Linked DNA regions of Mus musculus: regions 2, 3, 4, 5 and 6 are each linked to region 1. Evidence: chromatin contacts called from public HiChIP or PLAC-seq and promoter capture Hi-C data. All regions are on one chromosome and are shown on one strand. The core of a region is the stretch at or near the end of the contact, and the rest is flanking DNA. Distances in the headings are between cores, read along the strand shown. Region 1 holds the start of Mrpl37 (mitochondrial ribosomal protein L37). Region 2 holds the start of Pars2 (prolyl-tRNA synthetase (mitochondrial)(putative)). Region 3 holds the start of Acot11 (acyl-CoA thioesterase 11). Region 4 holds the start of Lexm (lymphocyte expansion molecule). Region 5 overlaps Dhcr24 (24-dehydrocholesterol reductase). Region 6 overlaps Acot11 (acyl-CoA thioesterase 11).

The links. Promoter capture Hi-C pulls out the DNA fragments that hold promoters and counts their contacts. HiChIP or PLAC-seq counts read pairs in DNA pulled down with a chosen protein or histone mark.
Region 2: a contact with region 1 is called in a promoter capture Hi-C map of hematopoietic stem and progenitor cells. The contact joins the promoter of Pars2 here to the promoter of Mrpl37 in region 1. A contact is called at or near these places in 22 of 39 promoter capture datasets (the 3T3-L1 cell line, 3T3-L1-derived adipocytes, the C10 cell line and 14 more), 4 of 484 Hi-C or Micro-C datasets (B cells, regulatory T cells and uterus), 7 of 115 datasets of contacts at active chromatin or transcription factors (astrocytes, cardiomyocytes, embryonic stem cells and 1 more) and 3 of 9 other capture datasets (adipose tissue, embryonic stem cells and liver).
Region 3: an H3K4me3 HiChIP or PLAC-seq map of embryonic stem cells shows a contact between it and region 1, with 22 read pairs. The contact joins the promoter of Acot11 here to the promoter of Mrpl37 in region 1. A contact is called at or near these places in 9 of 39 promoter capture datasets (the HPC-7 cell line, cancer-associated fibroblasts, cranial neural crest and 5 more), 8 of 484 Hi-C or Micro-C datasets (B cells, CD4 T cells, the MNK3 cell line and 3 more), 24 of 115 datasets of contacts at active chromatin or transcription factors (the HL-1 cell line, the NIH/3T3 cell line, bone marrow-derived macrophages and 12 more) and 5 of 9 other capture datasets (adipose tissue, embryonic stem cells, liver and 2 more).
Region 4: an H3K4me3 HiChIP or PLAC-seq map of forebrain shows a contact between it and region 1, with 5 times the contacts expected there. The contact joins the promoter of Lexm here to the promoter of Mrpl37 in region 1. A contact is called at or near these places in 23 of 39 promoter capture datasets (the 3T3-L1 cell line, 3T3-L1-derived adipocytes, the C10 cell line and 13 more), 1 of 15 datasets of contacts at CTCF or cohesin (the NIH/3T3 cell line), 6 of 484 Hi-C or Micro-C datasets (cerebellar granule neurons, cerebellum, cortical neurons and 2 more), 14 of 115 datasets of contacts at active chromatin or transcription factors (astrocytes, embryonic basal ganglia, embryonic forebrain and 7 more) and 4 of 9 other capture datasets (adipose tissue, embryonic stem cells, liver and 1 more).
Region 5: a contact with region 1 is called in a promoter capture Hi-C map of embryonic stem cells. The contact joins the enhancer-like site here to the promoter of Mrpl37 in region 1. A contact is called at or near these places in 11 of 39 promoter capture datasets (the 3T3-L1 cell line, the C10 cell line, cranial neural crest and 5 more), 10 of 115 datasets of contacts at active chromatin or transcription factors (the SCID.adh cell line, astrocytes, bone marrow-derived macrophages and 7 more) and 3 of 9 other capture datasets (adipose tissue, liver and pancreatic islet).
Region 6: a contact with region 1 is called in a promoter capture Hi-C map of neural stem cells. The contact joins the enhancer-like site here to the promoter of Mrpl37 in region 1. A contact is called at or near these places in 22 of 39 promoter capture datasets (the 3T3-L1 cell line, 3T3-L1-derived adipocytes, the C10 cell line and 14 more), 1 of 15 datasets of contacts at CTCF or cohesin (the NIH/3T3 cell line), 3 of 484 Hi-C or Micro-C datasets (liver, nephron progenitors and neural stem cells), 20 of 115 datasets of contacts at active chromatin or transcription factors (astrocytes, bone marrow-derived macrophages, cardiomyocytes and 12 more) and 4 of 9 other capture datasets (adipose tissue, embryonic stem cells, liver and 1 more).

Annotation. Positions count from the first base shown.
Region 1 is chr4:107,065,515-107,068,704 of GRCm38.p6, reverse strand. Mrpl37 (mitochondrial ribosomal protein L37) reads left to right here and starts at 1,839. Exons shown (of 7, transcript NM_025500.2): 1 at 1,839-2,255. The coding sequence starts at 1,910. Cyb5rl (cytochrome b5 reductase-like) reads right to left here and starts at 1,711. Exons shown (of 7, transcript NM_001346552.2): 1 at 1,660-1,711; 2 at 1-93. The coding sequence starts at 82.
Region 2 is chr4:106,649,489-106,652,378 of GRCm38.p6, reverse strand. Pars2 (prolyl-tRNA synthetase (mitochondrial)(putative)) reads right to left here and starts at 1,310. Exons shown (of 2, transcript NM_172272.2): 1 at 1,248-1,310.
Region 3 is chr4:106,798,109-106,801,193 of GRCm38.p6, reverse strand. Acot11 (acyl-CoA thioesterase 11) reads left to right here and starts at 1,363. Exons shown (of 16, transcript NM_025590.4): 1 at 1,363-1,510. The coding sequence starts at 1,478.
Region 4 is chr4:106,615,749-106,618,690 of GRCm38.p6, reverse strand. Lexm (lymphocyte expansion molecule) reads left to right here and starts at 1,453. Exons shown (of 10, transcript NM_183182.3): 1 at 1,453-1,566; 2 at 2,702-2,789. The coding sequence starts at 1,472.
Region 5 is chr4:106,588,956-106,591,856 of GRCm38.p6, reverse strand. Dhcr24 (24-dehydrocholesterol reductase) reads right to left here. Exons shown (of 9, transcript NM_053272.2): 9 at 2,744-2,901. Lexm (lymphocyte expansion molecule) reads left to right here. Exons shown (of 10, transcript NM_183182.3): 10 at 170-948. The coding sequence ends at 242. Among named protein-coding and RNA genes, the nearest start is that of Lexm, 27 kb to the left of the region's middle. Within about 2 kb of position 1,501, at least 42 of the 459 cell types and tissues checked have an H3K27ac peak or open chromatin away from gene starts, as enhancers often do. A contact at or near this core is called in embryonic stem cells and liver, where this site is marked.
Region 6 is chr4:106,748,334-106,751,365 of GRCm38.p6, reverse strand. It overlaps Acot11 (acyl-CoA thioesterase 11), which reads left to right. Exons shown (of 16, transcript NM_025590.4): 14 at 1,352-1,483; 15 at 1,978-2,104; 16 at 2,882-3,032. Among named protein-coding and RNA genes, the nearest start is that of Fam151a, 16 kb to the right of the region's middle. Within about 2 kb of position 1,480, at least 92 of the 459 cell types and tissues checked have an H3K27ac peak or open chromatin away from gene starts, as enhancers often do. A contact at or near this core is called in astrocytes, differentiating embryonic stem cells, epiblast stem cells and 3 more, where this site is marked.

The sequences.
Region 1 (3,190 bases), core at 590-3,089:
CGCAGCACTGGGAGGGCAAGGGCTCCACAGGCTTCAACCGCAGCCAAGCCTCAGAATCCTCCTCCTCCTCCGTCTCAGCCATTGTCAGTGGGGCTTGGGCAATAGGGGGTGGGAGGGGGGAGGACACAAGTGAATAAGCCAGGCCTCTCTTTGCTGTCCGCCTGGGAGAAAGAAGATGTGGGGGTTGTACTCTGTTCTCTCTCTCACACTCTCCCCAAGGCCCACCAGGCTATAGGGACAGGGATGGCTTAACCAGAGGATCTGCTGTCATTTGGGGGCATGCTTACTGCTTATAACTATTGGGGTTTTGTGTGTGTGTAAATCTAAGCAGAGGCGGGGAATTTGGATTCAGAAGGCCTCTCCTACTGTGCAGGAGCTCTTTGACTTTGGTGTGTTTCTGAGGCTGGGCCACCAGTGAGAATGAAGTTGGTGTCTCACTCTTTCTGTATTCTGCCAAACACCTGGCATACAGGAAGCTCCCATGGCCTGGTGAGTGTTCGTTCCCTCTATAGTCCGGGAGCTGGGTACAGGATTTGGTGTTGTAAGGCAGAAGGCACAGGACACGGTCCCTGTCCTTGTTAAGACCTAGCACGGTGTTATACTCATCCAGTCACTCCATCTGTACTGTGCATCAGATAACTGAGTGAATGGTGCCTCTCTTTATGGCAATTACTCTTAGCATTTGGGAAGGAGATGTACTAAGACAAATGAAAATGCTTTAACTGTAAACTGCTGGGTAGTCTGAGTGTTAGTCATATTGTCCTCTGCCTCTTTTGCATTCATGGGGGTTAAATAGTCCTATTGTCTCAGTCGTTTTGGAAACTGGTAGACAAGGTGGCCACTTCATGCACAATTTTAAAGATGAAGTTCCTTCCCATCTGGGAGGCACAATCCCTGTTGCAGCCTCGCCCTGGATGCTTATCCCTACTCTTCAGGCCTTGGCTGAAAGGTCATCTCCTCTCAGAGACCTTCTCAAGTGTTCCCCTTGTCATTACCAAGCACCTTATTTGTTCTACTATGTATTCATTTGTTAACCTAAAGTGTGTGTCACGCAACTGCTCTAGAAGCCAGGGAGAGTTCACGGGCCGGTCACTAAACAATGCAACTCTGACAGTGGTCAAACAAGAGAAAAGACCTAAGGGACAGGAAGCATGTGTGTGTTGCCACCGTTCACGTCGTGCACTCATGTACTCACTCGGTGGTCCCTCAACCTATGCCCACCCGATGCTTACTTAGCACAGTCCTCACTCTGACCCCCGCAGCGAGCCTGCCAGAAGCCAGTGCACTGGACCCGCCTCCGGGAATCGGAAAACTTAGCAGCAGCAGAGCAAAAGTAACTCGCGTTCGGCGCCGGGCGAGCCGCAGTGCCAGCAGTCGGCCGCCAAGCTGGCATAGAAAGAGGTACCCGGGCCACTCGCAGGCTCTGGGAAGCCGCAGCCAGGAAAGTGTGGGCAACGCTGAGAAGGGCGGAAAGGATGGCAGTTCCAGAACTCATGAGGCGTCGGACCCGCTAAGGCATTTTAACTCCTAATTTTACAGCGAGGAGACCGGGCCCTCTCACGTTCTAAATGCCTAAGGGTCAAAGGCGTGCAAAGTACAGATCTGAGGTCCCTACGCTCCTCCGCGCCGGCCGCGAGCTCCACCACCGCGCTCACCTACCTACCAGCAAGTTTCTTCACGTGTGGCACTTCAGAAACCCCAAGCAAAGAGCACCTTCCAGGTTCCACCAATAAGGATGGGAACTGCCTGAGGGGCGGGGACAAAGCAAGCATATTCTAATTGTGATTGGGTGAAGTGTCTGTCATTCGCAAAAACCCGTCATTGCGCTCCGCCCCTTTGGCTCCCAGCAGTCCCTGCACGGGCAAAGATGGCGGCGTCCAGGTAGAGGTTTTGTAGAAACGGAGTCGGTATGGCCTTGGCGTCCGGGCCCGCTCTGCGGGCACTCGCTGGCTCTGGAAGGCTCGGCCTCGGAGGTTACGGGACTCCGAAACGTGGGGCGTATGAGTGGGGCGTGCGCTCCACGCGGAAGCCCGAGCCTCGCCCCCTGGACAGGGTGTACGAGATCCCCGGTCTGGAGCCCATTACCTACGAGGGCAAGAAGCACTTCGTCCCGTGGCTGGCGAGGCCGATCTTCCCGCCGTGGGAGCGCGGCTGGAATGACCCACGCTTCCACCGTGCCGCCCCGATCCACGAACAGACTCTGTACAAGGAAGAACCCTGCTACATCTTCCACCAGCGTTGCCGACTCCTGGAGGGTGAGGTCTCAGGACAAACGGGAGGAGACGCTGTCCCAGGCTCAGCAGTGACCCCGAGCCTGGGGAAGTTTCTTCCTCTGGAAGTAGAATAGAGTAACACCCGGCTTCCAAGAGTTGTCAGATCAAGGTGTTTGTGAAAGGGAGCAATGGAGAATGTGTGCAGAGAGGAGGGGATTTGTCTCCATGCGTGGAGAGGTGATAATAAAGCAGGTCTACAACGCTCCTTTTCTGGGGGTGTCTTTTGTTAAAATAGGCCTGGGATATGTTTTCAAAGAAAGGATTTGCACCCAAAAGTCTACCCACTTAATAACAGGTCAGAATGTCTTGAGCCTTTTCCTGAGTTGGAGGCCAGCCTAATCTACAGAGTGAATGAGTTCGAAGACAGTCAGGGCTACACAGAGAAACCCTGTGGGGAGGCGGGGGAGATACATCAATGTCTCAAAGTCATTCTGTTTCTTAAGAGGAGTGTCAGGAACTGTTTTCCAGAGTTGAACCCTCTCAGGATCAGGATGAGGATAGGGAAGATCCTAAAACCAAAAACAACTGAAGTCTGTGGGAGCAGAGATTCCAAAGGATAACTAGGAAATACAGAGACCCAACAAGGTTTGGAGCCAAATTAAGAGAATCAGTCATAAGTTTGGAAAAATCGATAGCCATAGGCCAGCCTCCTAAAAGGCCCACTTCTATGCCTGCAAGCTGATATTTTTGGCCATTAACCATTTTCTGTGAACTCAGGAGGTGCTGTGAAGGATCTCACAGACACGACCCCTTTGCATTACCCTGACAACGAATGCCTAGTGGATGGATGTGTTTCAGAAGTTAGGATTGCACCTGGAGATGGTGGTGCATGCCTTTAATCCCAGCCCTCAGGAGGCAGAAGCAGGAAGATCTCTGTGAGTTCAAGTCAGCCTGGTCTACTGAGTGAGTTCCAGGAT
Region 2 (2,890 bases), core at 61-2,560, 420 kb after region 1:
TATTGCTAGGCGCTGAGGCATATTTGTAATCCCAGCACTTGGGAGCCAGAGGTAAGAGAATCAGCTAGGTTTGCACATCTGAGTTCCAGGACATCGGAGGAAATGAAAATCTGCCGCAACAAAAAAGTCAATATTGTTTTAACTGCTCCTCTCACCCACCACACATTCCTGGTCAGTTTGCATCTTCACTGTCCAAACTGTTGAATTTCTGACCTATATATTCTCCCATCTTTGGAGAACATAGTACACGCTATTTGAAACTTAGTGAGGCAGAATCTCTTCAGACAATGGTGCCCCTGCAGATCTGAGTATCACCCTGCAAAGCACCCTCTGGCCAAACCAGAAACCTGCCCTCATCTACTCTGCTCCACAGTACTGTCACAGTTTTTAGTCCTCTGGCCCAGCCTGCTCCACCTGACCAGCCTGCACCTCAGTTCAAGATACCATCATCCGTGACTGTTAAAACAGTCTCTACTGGCCTCCTTGCATTCCTTACACTTTCAACTTAACACAGGCATTGGTAATGACAGTTTCTTGCTGCCTTTCGAGTGTACCGCAGATCTCACCTGTAAGAGGCCTTTTCCCTGCCTTCGCCCTATTTCAGGTACACAGTACATGAACACACACACGATCCAGTCAGGAAAACTGCACACAGTGTGCTTGCAATGCCTAGTGCCCTAAAGGTTTGTGTATTATGATGCCCAATTCATAGGCTCTGAGATGGATCATAGGGTCATAGGCTCTGATTTGTGTCAGGTGACATCAAAAGGCCCATGGCCATTCTGGATTGCGGGAATTTGCCTCCAAATACCACCAACGTCAGCGCAGCATACAACAGCGATGAAACTTCCAACCCCTGCTCTATCTTGGCCTTTACGAGGAGTGAGCGTACTGCGGTCACTTCATTCCTCTTTAGAACCCTAAGGCGGCTGAGCCACCAGGTCATCCCCGGGACCGGTCCAAAATGGGCCCTTTTAGGAACTCTGTGCCTCTAAGTAAGGGCCACGCAAGGATAACTAGGGCGGAAGTGTTGCTCTCAAACAGCGGGGGTGGAGATGGGGAAAGGTGAACTGCAACCGAGCACACGACTATCCAATAGCCTGTGGCGACTGAGAGGATGCACGCGAGACAGCAGACACCAGATCGTGGGTGCGCGTGCCCAGAAACTGTCCCTAGATTCGCTGGGCCCTTCCTAGCCACCCTCCAAGTCCAGCGGCCACCGATGCTCACCAGCAGCAACTCAATACCTGAGTCGGGCGCTCTTCAGTCACGCAAAGCCAGTGCGCCTGCGCCGACATGGCCGGAGCCTCGCCCCCTGTGTTTCTCACCAATCGGAAAGCCGCACTCACGGGAGGGGGCGGGATGCTCCGGTCCCACGCTCTGGAGAGAGGCTGGAGAGGTTTTCCGGAAAGCAAACCAAAGAGCCTCGCTCTCCCGCCAAGATTCCGGAAGTGCCCTCTAGGAATTAGCAAGGTTCAACTCTATGATCAAACCTTACTTTAAAGGATTTGAGTCCTGTTTTTACCGCCCACTGCTAGGCCCGGTCTATGTGGAGAGCAGGTTCATTGACAATAGCTATGTTTCAAATCTACGCTATGATTGAACAAGCCACAATTTAAATGAGTTTAAAACTATGAAACACTTGCATAAGGTCACCTGTATTACAATAGCCAAGGAAGTCTTTTTAAAAAATTTTATGAAGCAGAGATGGGGTTTAATAAAGACATTTTAATATAGGCTGAAGCACTAGGCTTAAAAGCACCAGGGGAACTGGAGAGCACGGATGTGGCTTCTCAAAGGCGAGTGTCCCTGAGTCTTGAAGATGCGACTTGAAACATTCGTTGCTGTGCTGGTTAACAACCACTGCTGTGCTTCAGAGAACCAGTGTTCGGTTCTCAGCACCCACAATCACTGAAACGCCAGCTCCAGGGAACTCCAAAACCTTCTGACCACTGAGGATACCCACCTCCACTCCCACACAAACTCACACACACATACAATGAGGCTGGGTCTTTTCTTCATTTACAAGATGTATATGTACATGGTTTACATAAGTGTGTTATGTGGTATGTTTGTATGTGTGTAGGAACACATATACACGTGTGAACTAGTGTGTGAAGGCCCAAAGCTTTCATAGGTGTTTCTCATCCATCTCTACCTTATACACTGAGGCTCTGAACCCCCTCTTCATGTTTCATGGCACCCACTTTACCTGATGAGCTGTCTCCCCAGCCCTCACAAAATAGTTTATGAATAATTACATAGTACACGCTACTGCTGCAGCTGTGGGGAAGCAGAGAATGGGGAAAACAGCTCCCAACATTCATGTTAGAAGTGATGGCCTGTAAGCTGACACAGTCAAACTTCAGCCGACCAAGTGTCTTAGTCTGCTTTCAGTGGCTGTGAGAAAGATAACAACCAAAAGCAACTTGGGGAGGAAAGGGTTTGTTTTAGCTTATGAGTTACCGTCCATCCCTGGGGTGGGGGTGGGTAGCGAGGAGTCAAGTCTCAGGACAGGAACCTGGAGACAGGAATTGAAGCAAACACCACTGAGAAATACCGCTTACTGGCTTGTTCCTCATGGCTTGCTCAGCCGGCCTTCTTGTACAACCCTGGAGCACATGTGCAAGGGTGGCACCTCCCACAATGCACTGGGCCCTCCCATGTCGGTCATTAATCAAGAAGACTGGCCTGCAGTGGAGCCTCATGGGGACAGTTTCCTAACTGAGGTTCCTCTTCCCAGATGACCCTAGCTGTGTCAAGCTGACAAAAACAAACAAACAAACAAATAAATAAAAAGCAGACAGTAGGGAAGTGGGGCAGTAAAGACTCAGAAACCAAGACAAAACCGGATTTTGATAAAATTAATTTTTAAAAATTACCACAAAAA
Region 3 (3,085 bases), core at 114-2,613, 270 kb after region 1:
TCCTAGAGCTTCAGTTACAGTTGGCTTTGAGCCATCTGACATGGATACTGGGACCGAATTGGGCTCTTTTGGAAGAGTAGCAAGAACATTTAACCACTGAGCCATTTCTCTGTCCCCACCCCTCTTTTTTTTTTTTTTTACAGTGTCTAACATTGTATTATAAATCAGGCTGGCCTGAAACTCAACATGTAGCCTAGGCTGGCCTTGAACTCATGGCCATCCTTCTACCTTAGGTTCCTGAGTGTTGGGAGTCGAGAGTTAGCACAATGGTGTTTATCTTGCTGTCTTTTGGGTATAACTTCAGTTTCTCATCTGCAGATACAGAAGTGCAGATCGTTGATGAGAACTCACAAGGAAAGACGTGCGAGTCCTTGATTCCTAGAGTCAAGGCTCTGAGAGAAGAGAGGACTTGCCCAGAGTCCCAGGCATGGTAGTGAACTCGGGGCCTTTGGCAGAGGACTTGTTAGTAACTGTGTAGAGAATGAAAGCAGAAGCAGGAGGCAGAGGACATGTCTGCTGATCTGTCCCCATCTGCTACATAGTGGCCATGGCGCCTTGGATACATCCCTTTCCAGCCCCAGGGATCATCCCTGCGATGTAGAAAGAGGATCAGCAGGAAGCCTGAGTCACAGCAGGGGTCTGGTGCTCCGCGACTTGTCCTCAGCCATTTGGTCACCAGTTCCCTTTGGCTTTTTTAGTCCTGACCAGAGTGTGTCTCTAGTCGTCTGCCTCGAACCTCTTGCAGAAGTGACAGAGGACAGGGAAAGTCCTGGAGAACTTTCACTCGTTGATGGCCATGGGTGCTGAGTACCACGTGGCATACTGGGTGTACTTTGGCAGGCGCCTCATTTACAAGAATTACCTGCTTATAAGGAAGTGGCTGTCAGGGCCCGGTGTATAAACCCTGTTCGGCAGTTGCTGGATGCTAACAACCTGGGCCCAGGAGCCAGTCGGGTAGCACTCCGGAAGGTAAAACTCTGGCAGGTGGGTCTGGTGTCTCTCTAGGAGGCCTTGGCAGCTCCCTGGCATCCTGCTACACTCCAGCCTGCCCTCTTGTGGACGGATGGACTCCCTGGCAAGAGAATGGGAGCTCTGGGACTTCTATTCTGTTAGGCAAGGACAGGGGTAGGGGGCTGGAGTGGGGGCTGGCATTTGCCTGAGTCTAGAGACATAGAGTCCGGTGGTGCCAGTAGGTGGGCAACAGGCCCCACGTGGTTGTGGCCCAGTTGGCAGGTGCTAGGGAGCTTTCTGTGCTGGGGTTGGAGGGGGGGCGCACAGAGGGCGGATCGAGGAGAGGCCAGGACAAGGGGCGGAGATATTAACAGCTGGCTCCGGAGGGCGGGGACCTTGGGAGGAGGAGCCAGGAGAAGCCGGCTGCTTTTGGACTTGCTGGCAGTCCCAGGGCTCAGGTGACCAGCGGCCCTTTAGGAGCCTACAGACCCCCCCACAGCCTGGCAACCCAGCAAACGGAGCAGCAATGATTCAGAATGTGGGCAACCACTTGCGAAGGGTATGGACTGTGGGTTAGGGTGGCCTGGGAGACAAATGGGTCTCCTGGTGTGGGGGCCCAGAAAGTAGATGCTTTCCTCTAAAGTCAGGATCTGCATCTTTAGTCGGGATCTGTCTGTAGTCTTCTTTAGAAGGAGATATTGCAGAACCCACGGACTTCTTAAGTTATAACTAGTACTCTCCCCAAAGAGACCCGGGGACAGTAGGCTCCCTCAGGCTGGCAGTTTGTGGTTAGGTGGAATGGAATCTTCTGTAGCAAGTTCTGGCATTCTGTTTGGTTGAGTGTGTATGTGTGTGTTTTGTGCATAATACTGCTGCTGCTGCTGTGTGTGTGTCATGTTACAATCCAGCTGCTGCTGGTGTGTGTGTGTGTGTGTCTCCCTGGGTCCTGTGCACAATCCCGCTGCCTGCCATCTGAGCTCTGGGCCTCATCACTTCTCCCGCTCAGGACTCCAAGGCTATGGCCTGACAGAATTTACGACGTGAGGGTGTGTGTACAAGGCGAGAACAGGAGAGTAAGAACACAGCCTGTGAGGGAAAGGCCATGTGGAAAATGTCCTATGCAATGACCTTCGAGAGTATTTTTTTTCCTGGAACCTCCTAACTGGGACTTTGGAGTTGAGATAGGTGCTGAGGTCCCAGAAACACCCAAGTGCATAGTGGCTCATTGGGGGGCCTTTGGCCTGGTGCCTGGAGAAGGGCTTGGGACAGGCTGTACCGCCAGTGCTGGGCAAGAGTATCTGCCAACTGAGGTCGGTACAGAAAAGGCCTTTTAAAAAGTGCCCTGGCTAAATACACATCTCACCCGTCCTTTCCCTCAAGTGGCATCCTTGCCCAGCCCGGGCTCTTTGTACTTTTAGGATCTCACCCAGCTCCTTCCATCTGCTACCCCACTAGTGGTTATCTCTGAAAAGCTAGCTGTGGTGTGTGCCCACCTGTTCAGTCTTACCTGGCAGGCTTGCCCAGCTCTCTCCACACCCCACCATCCTCCCTCTGTGTTCTCAGCAGCACTGTAGGGATTGGCTTTTTCTGTCTTAGTGTTCCACCTTGGCTCTCTCTAGCTGCCATATATTCTGTACCTTCCACCAGTGACCACCAGTGACCTTGGCCTCCCTTGCACCTCTGTCAGCCTGCCGTCTCTTTGGCGGTTTCCTTCTCAGCCCTCGGATTCAGCTGGGATGCTGCCTCCTCTGGAAAGCCTTCCTAGATTTCTCATGGCACTGTGCAGTCTTTATGAGCCCCGCTCTCACTGGGATGGAAGATTTGGCTGTGTGTCTCTCTCTTCTACCCCAGTAAACTTTACAAGCTGTGCTTGGTATACCTAGTCCTGGTCAGAGGCAAAGGGATACCTAGGGAATGAATGTGGACAGGCAGTTTCTCTGCCATGTCTAGGATGGAATCTGAGCTATTGGGCCTCTTGCTTCTGTCCCCCGAGCCCAGGGTAGAGTATGTCCACGCTCTGACTTTGCCAGGGAGCATGCTCAGAGTGTGCCCATGTTAACGTCCTCAGTTCAGTGAGGCAGGTCCACTTTATCAACCTTGTGATGGCTGTCAGTTGTCTTTGCTGTCAGATTGT
Region 4 (2,942 bases), core at 204-2,703, 450 kb after region 1:
GAACAAGACAGTCTCTCTCTGTGGGCCTCTGAGAGGCCCTTTCCCAGGGCCAGGAATTGCCTCCTGTAGATGTTTTAATCCTCTCAGGAGCCTGGGAGATAGAATGTTGCTTCATTTCCCAGGTAAGCATGAGGAGACTTAGAAAGGGACGCCATGGGCTGGTGAGATGGCTCAGAGGATAAGAGCATTGACTGCTCTTCCAAAGGTCCTGAGTTCAAATCCAGCAACCACATGGTGGCTCACAACCACCCGTAATGAAATTCAGACGCCCACCCTCTTCTGGTATATTTATAGACATCTTTAAAAAAAAAAAAAAAGTAAAAAAAAAAAAAAAAAAAAGGGACACTACAGCTGATGTCTCTGACACACACACCCCCCCCCCCCCCGCTCAGTGGTATACTGTGGTCGCTCTATCAGCTGTGACTCTGTGACTGCCAGGCCTGGAGCCATTAGTCCAGCTTTCCATTTAAATACCAACTGTGGTGTGGGTCTGCTGTAGGAGGCTGCTGTGCCTCTGGTGTGCTTTGCCACTGGTTGGATGCAGGACTGAAGGTATCTTCCATCGACCTCCAGTTATCTTGTCACAGGAGTGGGGTGTAGACAGACATCTGTTCCATCTCTGCTGAAAGCCCTTGCAGGGCTCTGGGGTAATGAAGGAGACATTAGCACAGCCAGAGGATGCTATCAGTAGGGGAAGGGAGGAGGAGGGAGAGCTGGTCACACCAGGTTGGGGGCACACCCTCCCCTCTTTCTTCACCTAGCAAGTGATTCCTCCTTTGGGATTCTTCCCTGAAGTGCCTGTCCACAGGCTGGGCCCCACCCCATTCCCCACCTGCTAGCCTGGCCAAGCTGTGGAAGTGGTTGTCAGAGGACAGGGACCACATTTGGGGGCCAGTCGTCCTTTAGTGTCTGCTCAGAGTGGATATCTGAGGTTCTGATGCCACTGCATCCCTTCTGATGTCTCTAAGTACCTTCACCTATCTCTCTACTTGTCCTCCACGTGCCATCTTCCTTGGCTTCCCCGCCCCACCCTGCCCTGCCACGCCCCTCTCCCCATCGCTCCCCTCCCCCGCCAGAGTTCCATCCAGCAGAGAAGGACCAGAATTCCCAAGTCTGCTCTCCCCTCCGTTTCCCTTACAAGGTGAACATGAAGGCAATTTCTGAGCCTGGGCTCTCCCCAGTATAAGCAGAAATAAACAGATTCTCAGCAAGTGACAAGAGCTCTCTCATTAAACCCCAGGGGGATCCTAAGGTCTGAAGGAGCCCAGGAAGGGTCTCAGGCAAGGCAGCATTGGGAATATAAAGTGAATGATAACGTCAGGGGGCAGCCAGCACGCTGGAGAGCTCCCACGTGTCACGAAGCAGGTCTGTACTTGCTGAATCATAACGCCCCGGTTGCGGGTTGCCGTGGCAGCGCGCGGTGTCAAGGGGGTGTTGTGCCGGGGTGGGGGCAGGCTGGAGTCTAGGCTCAATGAGACCTCGCACCCACGGCGCCCCCCCGCGCAACATCATGTCCACCATCCCCAAGTGGTTCAAAGGGGCGCCCTTTGGGGTGCAGAGCCACAGGTGGGGCCCAACTGCTTCCTGGCCTAGCACCCAGGATCCAAGGGAGTTCCTGTGGCCCCACCAGCGCCTCTGCCTCCGCCTCCGGGAGGAAGGCTAACCCAGAAGGCTGGAGCCCGGGAAGGAAGGGAAGAGGGCTGGCTCGCCCCTCCCCCACTCACTTTCTCCTCCTCCTCCTCCTCCTCCTCCTCCTCCTCCTCCTCCTCCTCCTCCTCCTCCTCTTTTCTCCTCCTCTCTTCCTATGTAGCCCTGCTTGGACAGAACTCACAGAGATCTGCCTATCATTGCCCTCTCTGTGCTGGGATTAAAGCCTCTAAGTTTGTTTGTTTTCTGTTCCATTTTTGTAGCAAGTTCTTGCAAACTATTTCCAAACCACCTAATGTAAAATATTCATAGAGGCCACATGGTCTGCCCATCCCATGAAATTTAGCTAAAAAGTTTTGTTTGCAACCCAGGTGTCTTATTTCTTTTTTCTTTTTCTTTTCTTTTCTTTTCTTTTCTTTTCTTTTCTTTTCTTTTCTTTTCTTTTCCTTTCCTCTCTCTCTCTCTCTCTCTCTCTCTCTCTCTCTCTCTCTCTCTCTCTCTCTCTCTCTCTCTTTCTTTTTGAGACAGTCTCTCTACATAACCCTGGGTGTCTTGGAACTCACTCTATAGACCAGGCTGACTTCAAAGTCATAGAGATCCACCTGTCTCTGCCGCCCAAGTGCTGGGATTAAAGGTGTGCACCATTATGCTCAACTGTCATATTTCTTTTTATGTTCTATTATGTAATATAGTTGCATATAAATGACCTACTATGTGCCACACACGGTTCTAGAATCTGTGATCATGAGGTGGTCTGGATAATTAAACGTATATGAAAGATGATATGAAGTATCCACCCTGTAGTATAACATCTATCTATCTACTTGAGCTGGGAAGGATAATGGTAAGAACTCTGAAGAAGAATGAAGCTGTAGGGAGAGGCAGAGCATAGGGTGGGTGGCAGAGCATCTCAGGAACTCTCAAAATGATGAAGCAGATCCAAAGTGACATTCAAGGGTCAGCTCCAAAGTCGCCTGTCCTGGGAAACCAACTGCCTGTCCACCAGGGCTGCCCCAGTCAGGACCAGATGGGCCCTCACTTATACCTCTCTTAGGTTTGATGTCTCCGCTGTCTATCCCAACCAGAAGAAATTCAGCACCTTCACAGAGGCCCCATACTCCAGACATCATTCGGTGGAACTGGTGAGCCTGCTTCCTTTCACGTGGTCTGTGTCCCGCCCCCAATACGCCCGCGCATGCTCCAACCGCGTCCCTTCCCCAATACACCTGCGCATGCTCCAACCCAAGCTTGCCTCATTCTTGGCTCCAGATGTTTGATAAACTCAGGACTATGCT
Region 5 (2,901 bases), core at 252-2,751, 480 kb after region 1:
GTTTTCCCTGGGAGCTATTATAAGACATTCTGGCTATGATAAATGGGTATAAAATAGAGAACTCTCCCTTAGAAAGGACTCTGTGTTGTAAAAGGTCTGGAGGTCATGGATGTGGAACTCACTTCCTTGCAAGGGATTGTGCCTGTTTTCTTCTTTCTCCTTTTTACAGGAAACGGATTACACCTATTACGAAGGGCAAGTGCCGTCCAACTGTGGACTACAATTCAGATCCTACTCCTTAAAGCCACTCGGGAAGAACAGCCTGATGCAACCAGAGAGCCCAAGGCCAGAAGAGAAATCTTGAGATGGGAAAGGAAGCAGGGATCTTGGAGAATGCCTGGGTGAGGGGAGAAGGCAGGAGGGTCATCTTTGCTGTAGCCCTGCGGTCAAAAGTCACAGTGTCTACTGGGACAGCAGGGGGACCAGGTATCTTTTGTTACAAGAGATCCATTGTCCTAAGCATTCCAGTCAGCTGGTGACGTGAATTTGGGAGCCAGAGAGCAGGTGGATGGAAGAGGGGGTCGTGGGTGACTTCCTGGAACCCCTTGCACTGTGAAGCTAGAGCGTGGGTACCTAACTCACCGTTGTCCCAGAATGAGGCGGGGAGAGGAGCATTTGTTACGTAGCAGTCTGGGACCTGTAGGAAAACCCCATCTCCATGCTAGGGTGCTCTGGACACTCAACAGAGCCTCGTGCTGGGAGGAGACTGCTGACTTCCAGTGTTCAGCCATTGAAGCGCTGTACCCCACTTTAGCATTGTGGGCCACCAGTGTGGTTAGAGGTGGGTCCTCGGGGGTGAGTGACAACATCCTGTGACGTTCCCCCTCACTGTTTACATCAATGACAGTGGTGGGGGGAGCCAGTTGTCCCCTGGAGAAGAGGATGAGGAGACCTGACAGACTCAGCCACAGAACTTACATAATAAAGCGATTTCAGACATGTTTTCAGAGCCGGTTCTACCAGTTGTTTTCTCACGTGGGTCCAAGTCGTGGTTGTGAAAGAAATGAAATCATGACTGTTCTCTTCAGCATCCGGAGTAGCCAGGACCATCAGCATGCACCCTGCCTAGAGCCCCTTTCATTCCTCATTTGGAGTTTGGATCTTTGGTTTTCTCATCATGGTGAGCTACTTAATAACCGCCCACACCTAAGCTGGCCGGGCTCTTACTCTGGCCCTGGCGTGGTCCTTCATTCTGCAGGTGCTGTATACAGCCTGCTTCTGGGACTTCCTCTTCCAGTAACCTGTATCTCAGGCCCTGCTGATCCACTCTCTAGACACCCCACCCCCAGACTCAGCCAGAGAAAGGGGATCTAACCAAACTGAGGGTAGATGGGTTGTTGGGTGCAGAGCAGACCCCTGGGAGGTGACTGTCCCGGGTCTGGGATGTGGGGCCACTTTTCACGCTGACCTTGCATTCAGGGGTGTGTCCGGAAGCACAGCGTGTCAGGAGATGGTTAAGCTGGCTCTCAGAGCAAAGCAGGATGTTGCAGCTGTGGTAGTTAACGTTCTGTGTCAACTTGTCTGTGTCACGTGGTAGCCAGGCACTGGAATGTGCCTAACCCGGTCACTTGGCATGTGAGATTGACAAACTGCGTACTTTATGTGGGTGGGTGGGTCATGGCCAGTCAGCAGATGCCCACTTCCGTTTCTTGCTTACAAGACTGAGATTTGGAGACACCCTGTGGTGAAGACTCATCTCAATGTAAGGTTATGTCTAGGACTGAAGAGCGAAAGCTATTTTAATGGTAGTTTGGGCTTGGGATGTCTCCAAAGGCCTGGTGTCAAGGGCTGGTTCTGTTGGGAAAGGCTCAGTAGGAGGTCTTTGGATCCCTGGGAACATGCCTGTAAATGGTACTGAAGGACTACCAACTCCATTTTCTATTCTCTTTTCTCCCTGGTTTCTGACCATTTCCTCTGCCACACCCACCCATTACTATACACTGTCTCACCTCAGGACCAAGGGATCATGGATTGGAACCTCTAGAACTTAGAGCTGAAATAAAGCTCTCCTCTTGATCAACATCTCAGGTACTTTGTTACAGAAAGAACGCTGGCCAGCAGAGGGGATATTACAGATTTAAGATACAACTTATGAAATCAGAGAAGGGACTTCCCAAAAGGTTGCTTGAAGCCAGTTTCGGAATGAAAATCACAGGTTCTAGTAAAATTCCCATCACATACACACCTGTGCAAAGTGTACCAAGTTAAAACTTGATTCTCCCGGCTCTGGGCATCAAAGTCCTGGGGTGAGCCAACTATTAAAAAATACAAGTCCATGTGGTTCAATCCTAACAGAAGCTTATCTGGGTCTCTAGTGACTGCAAAGCTAACCACTTAATCCCTGTGGACACATCTGGCTGACAGGAAGGCTGGTAGTGTGCAGAGGAAGGCACTGTGTTCTGCTGGAAGGGTCGTTGTGCCTTCGGCTTTTGGATGAGGACATCGACACAGGAACAATGAGCTTGTCAAAACTGGTTTGTCACAACCGATTGATGAAGCCAGAACACCAGCCAGACCTGACAAGTGTACCTGGTGCCTGAGGACAGAGCCCATCCCTCCTGAGGTGCCAGCATTTCTTCACTGGAATGACAGAAATCCATTTGCTACCCGCTTCCCCCATGTTTTTAGCCCTCATCTGTGGGTGCTTGTGTTCAGACAGGACATTGGAGCTGAATGGCACCAGTGGCGGTGGCTGCGTCCTTGTCCGACTCTACACTGGTCCTCTGAATAAATGACAAAAGACTAGCGTCCAGGCTGTACTTTATTTTACACAAGTGGTGGCCCCAGAACCACAGGGACATGACCTGGAGAGTAGGCACAGTGCCTGAGGCTGCAAGAGCCAAATACAGGGATTCATGCCTTCTCCTTGGTCCCCATGACCAAATTAAAAAAAAAAAAACA
Region 6 (3,032 bases), core at 231-2,730, 320 kb after region 1:
TGTGCGCACACATGCACACACAACCACACACACATAGAGCAAGAGATCAAGCAAGTGGCAAGAAAGAAAAGAATAAACTGTGTTGCTCTAAAATGCTGTGCATGGGTAACCCGGACCTGCTAGCAGGGTATTCTAGAACTGAGAGGTGATCGGTGGTGGCTGGGCAGAGGAGCTGGGAAAGATGGGCTGCTGTGGACCAAACCAAAGTTCACTGAGGGTGAGTGACATAGGCTAGAGACCCCAGCACACTCCCCTAGGCCTGCACAGCCAGCCTGTTCCCTAGCCAGCCTTTGTGCAGCAGAAGGATAGGGGGAGGTGTGGCCATGTCCTCATGTGACTGCCCTTGTGTCTGTGGGTACCAATGTCAGTTGATGCCTGTATACCTGAACAGATGTGTGAGTATGCCTGGTCTTGTGTTGTCTCTGTTACCCATCAGGCTGAACACCCCAGCCCTGTTTCCTCATGAACTCTGTAGCCCAGAGTGGGTTAACCCCCAGCCTTAGCTCCTCTATTTAGTGAGGATGCTAAGACTGCCCACAGGAGTCTTAAGTGAGATCCCAGGATAGCACCTGAAACACACTGGGAACTCATTAGACAGTATGGACAACTACTGAATCCTTGAACAGCTACTTGGGGTGTGTGTGCACCTGCAGATCTGTGAGTTCAGAGCTGTCTGTGTACATACGCTCACATATGTCTTTCTCCATTGCTGTCGTAAAATACCCTGACAAAAGCAACTGAAGGGAGAACAGGTTCACTCGGGCTCACAGTTCCAAGTACTGTCCACTGCAGTGGGGAGGTCAAGGCAGCAGAAGCTTGAAGCACTTGTTCATACTGCATCCACAGTAACATAACAGAGGGGTGTGAATGCATGCTAGTGCCCAGCTCACAGCCTCCACTTTCCCTGTCAGGTGATGGTGCTGGCCACAGTTCAGGTGGGCCTCCCTCTGCCAATTAACAAGATAATCTCCTACAGGCATACCCAGAGACCCATTTCCCAGATGATTCTGCATTCTGTCAAGTTGACAGTTAATACTATCAGTTTGCATACTTGTATTGGCTTGAGTATATGTCAGTGTGCTTTGTGTGTGTGTGTGTGTACCTAGATGAGTGTCTCTGTATATGCTTATATGTGCATGTGCCTGTGTATCTGCTCTGGTGCACTGTGTGTGTGTGTGAATGTTGTGTGTACAGACAAGCACATGCATACACATTCATGCATACACATATGCTGGAGGGTCCCCATCCTTCCCCGGCTCCGCTCAGAGGCTGCAGGCTGCGGGAGCCTGGCAGAGCTGCTCCCCATAGAGAGCTGCTGTGGCTCTGAGCCCTGACTTCAGCCTCCCCACAGGAGTGTGGAGCTGGTGCAGCAAGTGGATGAGGATGACGCCATCTACCACGTCATCAGCCCCGCCCTGAGCGGGAACACCAAGCCCCAGGACTTTGTGATCCTGGCCTCTAGGCGGAAGCCTTGTGACAATGGGTGAGTGCCTGCTCTCTGAGGGGTGCAGTTGAGGTAGGGAGACCTCCTCTCTCCCTCTCCTGGGAGGAGCAGCAACATGGAGGCCAGAGCTCTGCTGCCCACTGGTGGCTGGACTCAGAACCCACCAGCTGTTTCTAGGCGCCATTGGGAGTTCATCATGACTGCAAGGTCACAAACTGCTCCTGAAAGCAAGGGCGACTGTGGCATTTGTTGCCACAGACACGAGTGCCTTTCCCATGGGTATCCCTTGGTCTCTGCCCTCTGGAAGCTTGTGGCTGTTACCTGAGACATGGGCGCAGCCAGGGTAGACTGCATCTTTTTTTCTGGAGACAAAGGCCAGAAGAATGAAAACCCCAAGGTACACAGTCCATGGGTTCACAGGGAGCCTGAACCTGATGCTGCTAACACAGATGTCCCCTTCCTACAGCTGACCCCCAGCAAGGCATCCTCCTCTGGATGATCTCTGATCCCTTCTAACTCTGCCTCTCTTCCAGGGACCCCTATGTCATTGCCCTGAGGTCGGTCACGCTGCCCACGCACCATGAGACACCGGAATACCAACGTGGGGAGACTCTCTGTTCAGGCTTCTGTCTGTGGCGTGAGGGGGACCAGATGACTAAGGTAAGACGTGATGTCCCCTCTATACTTCCACCTATGGATAAACTGAACTCTACGCTGTTCGGCTGGGCCCTTCCAGACCCGAACCCCCATGACCCCCCAGACTTTGCAGTCTGAAAGGAGCTCGTCTGGAGCTTGAGTGTGGTCAGAGAGCAAACTGCTATTGGGGCTTGGGAAAAGCTCTGGACACACTACAGAAAGCCCAGCTCTGATCTAAAATTCTGCCATTGTTTGTTTAATGTGTCTCCCTTTTCGTCTGGGAGGGCTTTATGTGGCTTTGAGGGCATAGAAGGCTCAGCAGGGGAGTCAGAGTTAATTGGAAAGGTAGAGCAGAGCTGGGGGCAGGTATGCTGCAGTTCCCCTGGCATGCAGTTTTCCTTGCAGCCTTGCCCAGGTGCTGACTCGGCCAGCATTGCTAAGGACCTACACAAAGGACATAGTCCAAGGCTTATGTCTACCACGTTTCTGTGACACCCCACCCTCCCAGCACTGTTATAAAGTGGATTCAGGTGTAGGTATTAGAGTCAATTCCTGTCCCCTTGGGGCCACCTAGTCAGCAGGGAGGTGTACAGTGACCTTATGGTTTGCTGTGATAGGGCAGTCAGAGTTGAAGTTCCCTGTGTATCTGGGGGACCTATCAAAAGAGGCTAGGTCTATCACTCAGGTTTTCTAACTGATCAAGATACAAGGTTGTATCTGTTGCTTCCCCAGAAGGCAAGCAAGGCTGCTGACTCTCACCTCCCCATTATGCCTCCTTGAACTTGACTTCCTGTCCTGCAGGTTTCTTACTACAACCAGGCCACCCCCGGCTTTCTCAACTATGTGACCACCAATGTGTCCGGCCTGTCCTCAGAATTCTACAACACTTTCAAGGCTTGTGAGAGTTTTCTGTTGGACAACCGGAATGACCTAGCTCCCAGCCTCCAGACCC